Regions from separate parts of the Sus scrofa genome. Here region 1 is linked to region 2. The links are chromatin contacts, called in public promoter capture Hi-C maps. All regions are on one chromosome and are shown on one strand. The core of a region is the stretch at or near the end of the contact, and the rest is flanking DNA. Distances in the headings are between cores, read along the strand shown.

Region 1 (2,700 bases), core at 63-2,562, 410 kb after region 2:
ATGAGGCTATAATAATATCTACCTCTCAATAAACAAGACCAGTTTTGTTTTTTCAGAGTGGTTATTGCACTTTGTAAATGTGTGTTGAACAAATGGGGTAGATGTCCATCTGCCCAATCCAGAAACCTGGAGGGTTCTCCTTAATGTCTCCACTTACCACATAACCTGGGAACCTCACAATCGCAAATCCCATGAACTCTGCCTCCTGAAATATCTTAGACCTGCCCACTTCTCTCCCTCTCCATGCCACCGCCCTGGTCCAAGCTACCATCTTCCTCTGACTGCCACACAGCTTCCTCTGTTCTCCCTGTTTCTACCCTTACCTCCTCCCATTCTTCCTTCCCAGAGCAGCCACGTTAATCTGACAAATAACGCCTCTGCTTCAGACCCCAGCTCTCAGGAAGGCCTTATGAATCTAAAAAACATTCCTCTGGTTCCCCATACCTACTTCCAAGCTTCCTTTTGGCGCCTCTCAGTCTCTAACTCTACACTTTAGATATTCTGGACTTCTTTCAGCTTCTGCCAATAAATATCAGTTTTTCTCACCCCTGGGACTTCACCAAAGTGTGTTTGCCCTGCCTGAAACTGCCATCCTGCCACCCAGGGCACATCCTTCACCTGCCACTCATCTTTCATATTTCGGCTTGAATGTCATTTCCTCAGGGCCAGGCACAGCCACCCCTCTCACATGTGCTCCAGCAACTCTGTCCTTCTTGCATAACAATACCTGTTAACACTCTGTTGTGATGATTTCATTCCTGCCACCAGTAAACTAGCTCCAAGAGAAAACCTGTGTCTTCTCCATTGCTGTATGGCCAGAAGTTACTGGACTCTTTGGCGCAAAGAATGATGAAATACATAGCTGAATGAATGAATGAATATATAAACAAGCGTGGGAAGTGTTGCTAGGACGCCCACTTGGTTGTACCTAAGCTGAGTTTAGTCAGGGTCTAAATGCTCCTGGAAAGACAGCCACATGAGGGCGCCCCCGGCTCGTTGTATGAGGATGGCACCCCTTCGGACTCAGGTTCGGGTACTAATCGCCACTGGGCAGCAGGAGGCGGGTTTCTCCCTCTGCTCCCTCTGATGGACAGTATCGCTCCGCCCAATCTAATTCATCTTTTCCCTGGCCCCGCCCACCCCAGGCCTCAGAGAGTCTGAGGGTGGGCGTGATTGAGGCGCCGCCAACTGAACTCCTGCAGAGTGCTCTCGAGGCCGAACCAACGCGCCTGGCGGTCCGTGAGTGGCGGCCAGCGGCTAGGGGCGGGACCTGGGCGGTGACAGGCAGGAGGCCGGCCCCGCCCCTCTCGCCCAGAGCGGCCGCGCCAGCGCTGGGGACAGCAGAAGTGAGTACGTGAGCGGCGCAGCAAGAACCCACCTCGGACCCCGGCCGGCGCGCGCACCCGGAGTCGCGGATCCGAGTCGGGCCCGCAGCAGACCGCTGGATTACAGTGCACACCGAACTGCCATCACTTGCGCCCTCCGCCCCGGCGGGTCTCTCCGAGTCCTCTGGCTCCGAGCTCTCCAAGCGCCCCGGATCCTCCTGGACCGGTCCGTCCAGATTCCCCCGGGACCGACCTGCTTGTATCCCCCAGCATCGCCCGGGTCAGGGTGCCGCCTCGGTCCCGGAGCCGCCCTCCTGGATCGCACCGTCTCCTTGTCTGGATCTCCTGGGACCGTGCGCAAGCTTACTTCGGAGCCCACCGAACGAACCTTTCCGCGTGTGTCCGCAGCCCCGCCGGCGCGGCCCGGCCCGGCGCGGCCCGGCTCGGCTCCCGGAGCCCGCCCTGGCCATGGCCCGAGCCCGCCCGCCGCCGCCGCAGCCGCCGGGACTCTTGCCGCTGCTCTCTCCGCTGCTGCTGCTGCTGCCGCTGCTGCTGCCCACCGGCTGTCGGGCGCTGGAAGGTGAGTGGCGTCGGGGGGCGAGTCCAGGGGTTAAGGTGTCCGGGGTCGCCGTAGCGTGGCCCGGGGAGGGGCCGCGGTGTGGGTTCGATGCGGGCCGGGCGCACGTCGGAAGAGGCTCGGTCACTCACGCCTTCTCCGGGAGCTGGAGGATGGGGTGGGGAGGACGCCCCCGGAGCCGCCTCGGAGGCTCCAGCAGCCTCTGAGGCCGGCGGTCCGCCAGGTTCGGGATCGCGGGCAGCTCGACTGGGGCGAGCGTCCCCGATAGTCGTGGCCGGGCTATGAGCTTTGTGAGAGGACCCCGCACTCACGGCAGAGGAGCTGGGGGCCCTTGGCGCCTCCCGGAGCCAAGGAAGTGTGGGCGACCCACCAGGAAAAGCGGGGGCTCTGAGGCTGGTGCGGGGCTGTGGCGGGTGGGGGCGAAGCGGGGCTCCCCAGGTTGGGGGTCGGCGTTGGTTAGGAACACGTTGGAGTTAACTGCGAGAGCGCGAGTGCCTGCACCCCGCTTTGTCAGGGGATGGCTGCGGGGGTGGAGAGGCGGGGGCCTGTTATTGTTTACGGTTTACCGAGCGCCAACTACACCAGAGGTGCTGTGTGCACGAACGTTGCACACTGCTCTGCGGCTCCCCCGCCGCCTTATAATGGGGCACCCCGCGTCTCCACTGAGCCCCTGAGATTGTCGGGTTTGTCCCGGGTAACGCGGGAGCCGGTGCCTTACCCTTAGCCGGTGGGGAAAGGCCGGCTTCTAGACGGGTTCTGTGAAACCCGCCCAGACTGCCGCTGACGGGGTAGCTCCAA
Region 2 (2,700 bases), core at 67-2,566:
CGTGCAACACAGCCCTCGGGTGGGAACAAATTGTGCAGAAACTTTGCAGGATGGTGGAATTCCAACGAAAAGAGTGAGGTACCTTGCAGGAAAGCTTCTTGCCCACCAAAGGACACCCAACCCGCCTCACCTCGCTTCCACCACATCCCCGAGGTCCCAAGCTTCAGCAGGCCTGGCTTACCAGCTCAGCCACTGCCTCTTTCCCCAAATGCTGCTGCTCCTCGAGCACCTTTGCACTTCTGTCACCAAGGTTTGCTGCTTACCTTGGGGATCTACTCAATTTTATAGTATTCTTGGGAGTTCCCATCGTAGAGCAGCAGAAAGGAATCCTAGTAGGAACCACGAGGATGCAGGTTCGATCCCCAACCTCACTCAGTGGGTTAAGGATCCTGTGTTGCCGTGACCTGTAGTGTAGATCGCAGACGCGGCTTGGATCTGGCGTTGCTGTGGCTGTGGTGTAGGTTGGCAGCTCTAAGTCCTATTTGACCCCTATCATGGGAACCTCCATATGCCGTGGGTGTGGCCCTAAAAAGACAAAAGACAGAAAAATAATAATACAGTGTTCTTGGACCCACTCCATGGGGTTTCAATAAATGCTTGACATGCTGAATGAATGAATGAAGATGTCAAAAAATAGTAAATTTTTGGCCATGCAAAACTTGGCAGAAAGATTGTAGAGCTATGACGTCTTACAGATTGGGTTCCAATACCAGTTCTTCCATCTACTAGCTGAATGAACTTCATCCCACTGAGAGTTCCAGAAATGTTTGTTGAATGAATGAGTAAAAGGTTCTCCAAGATGTGTGACGAAGTAAGTGCAATAACGCTTGTATCATTCCTGTCCACAATCAGCGCTTTACCAGAGTTACTACTCTCTCTACTATTCCGCGTTCTGTATTCACATAGACTGTTAGTCCCCTGAGGGATAGGAATGTCTGACTCAGTTCTGAATTCCCCAAGGTGCCAGGTCACATTAGGTGACGAGAATAAAGACGGAGGACCACAATTTTTGAGGTGCTCAGGTGGCTGGGGTGGGGGGGTGGCAGAGAAAATTACACATCCAGAAAGGTTCTGGCCGTTTCGCAAAGACCAGAAGTCTCATTATCCCGCAAGAACCTCAGCTTGCTCACGTACAAATGACGGCCGACTCTACTTGCCAATAGACTCTGCAGTCCATAGGACCCCAGGCCCAGGCGCCTCAACAGGTCACCTTCCGCAGCGCTGGGCCGCAGACCTCACTCCTCCCTGCCCAACCTCTGGGCTGAGGAAGACGCATGCGCACTCCTCTCTCCGCGGCTCCTCCCGCCCTTCCTTCTCTAGTCCTTCGCGTTTCGAGTGCTAGGTCTTTTTGTCCCTTACTGCTTGCCGTGTCAGTTTCCGTGCGGAAGTGGTGGCCGTGAGAGAAGAAGATGGCGGCTACTGTGGTGGCGCCGCCTGGTCCGGTGCCTGGTCGAGCCAACAAGCGCAGCGGCAGCGGACAGGGTGGCGGCGGCGGCGGCGGGGGGGCAGCCAGAGGGGCAGAGGAGGAACCGCCGCCGCCCCTACAAGCAGTTCTGGTGGCCGACAGCTTCAACCGCCGTTTCTTCCCTATCTCCAAGGACCAGCCTCGGGTGAGCGCCGCACGCTTGGAAGCTGCCAGAGGGCCTGGAGGTGGCGGGGCTATAGCAAGTTATCCCTTCGGCTTCCTGGTGAGGCGGGCTCTGGAAGGACTTGTGTCCACTCTCTCTCTCAGAAATCGGGTTTATCTGATTATGAGGAAGGCGAGGAGACCGTCTAAAGCCCTGACGATTGCCTGACCAAGTGAGTGGCTGGCAGATTTGAGCACTCGTCGTGCTGTCCACCTCAGGTTTGGGAGCTCTGCAAAGGGCTGATGCAGAAGCAGTGCTTGTGAGAAGCCTTCATTCTGGGATTCAGTGCCTCAAGAGGAGGCTGCGCTGGCTTTATGCAGAGGATAATAAGATCGAGTGATGAAAGGGAATGTCACCTCCTTTTGCCTCCAAAAGGGAGATCATATTGTCGTCCCCCCCCCCAAAAAAAAAGAGCAGACTTGTATAGTGTGGTTTTTTTGGTGTTTCGTTTTGTTTTGTTTTTGTCTTTTTGCCATTTCTAGGGCCTCTCCCGCGGCATATGGAGGTTCCCAGGCTAGGGGTCTAATCGGAGCTGTAGCCACCGACCTACACCAGAACCACAGCAACACGGGATCCCAGCCGCATCTGCCACCTACACCACAGCTCATGGCAACAACGGATCCTTAACCCACTGAGCAAGGCCAGGGATCAAACCCATAACCTCATGGTTCCTAGTCGGATTCGTTAACCACTGAGCCACGAGGAGAACTCCAAGTGTGCTTTTTTTTCTTCCCAGGTTTTAATGAGAGCCAATGCCATATGTCAAAAGAAGAACAGAACGGGTTTAATGGCTGGTTGCCAACATCCCTGCATTGTCTAGAAGCTGGGGAATTGGCCTCAGCTAGTCCTAGGGATTGCTGGGTCACTCAGCAGTCCCCAGTTCAAAGAAAGGGACTTGGCATTCAATTCAGGAAAAGTCCTCTTTGACTCTTCACTTCCTCCAAATAGTCTAATGACTGTTTATTTTGGACAAGTGATGGGGATGACTAGCCCTTGCCTCTTAGAAAAGGATCAAGAAAAGAAATTTTAGGAGTTCCCATCGTGGCGCAGTGGTTAACGAATCCGACTAGGA

The links. Promoter capture Hi-C pulls out the DNA fragments that hold promoters and counts their contacts.
Region 1: a contact with region 2 is called in a promoter capture Hi-C map of fetal skeletal muscle, with 4 times the contacts expected there. The contact joins the promoter of EPHB3 here to the promoter of EIF2B5 in region 2. A contact is called at or near these places in 1 of 5 promoter capture datasets (fetal skeletal muscle) and 5 of 47 Hi-C or Micro-C datasets (embryonic fibroblasts, heart right ventricle, mesenteric adipose tissue and 2 more).

Annotation. Positions count from the first base shown.
Region 1 is chr13:122,466,249-122,468,948 of Sscrofa11.1, forward strand. It overlaps EPHB3 (ephrin type-B receptor 3), which reads left to right and starts at 1,313. Exons shown (of 16, transcript XM_003358733.5): 1 at 1,313-1,905. The coding sequence starts at 1,794.
Region 2 is chr13:122,059,092-122,061,791 of Sscrofa11.1, forward strand. It overlaps EIF2B5 (translation initiation factor eIF-2B subunit epsilon), which reads left to right and starts at 1,317. Exons shown (of 16, transcript XM_021069943.1): 1 at 1,317-1,610. The coding sequence starts at 1,410. LOC106507270 (a long non-coding RNA gene) reads right to left here and starts at 391. Exons shown (of 3, transcript XR_002337773.1): 1 at 264-391.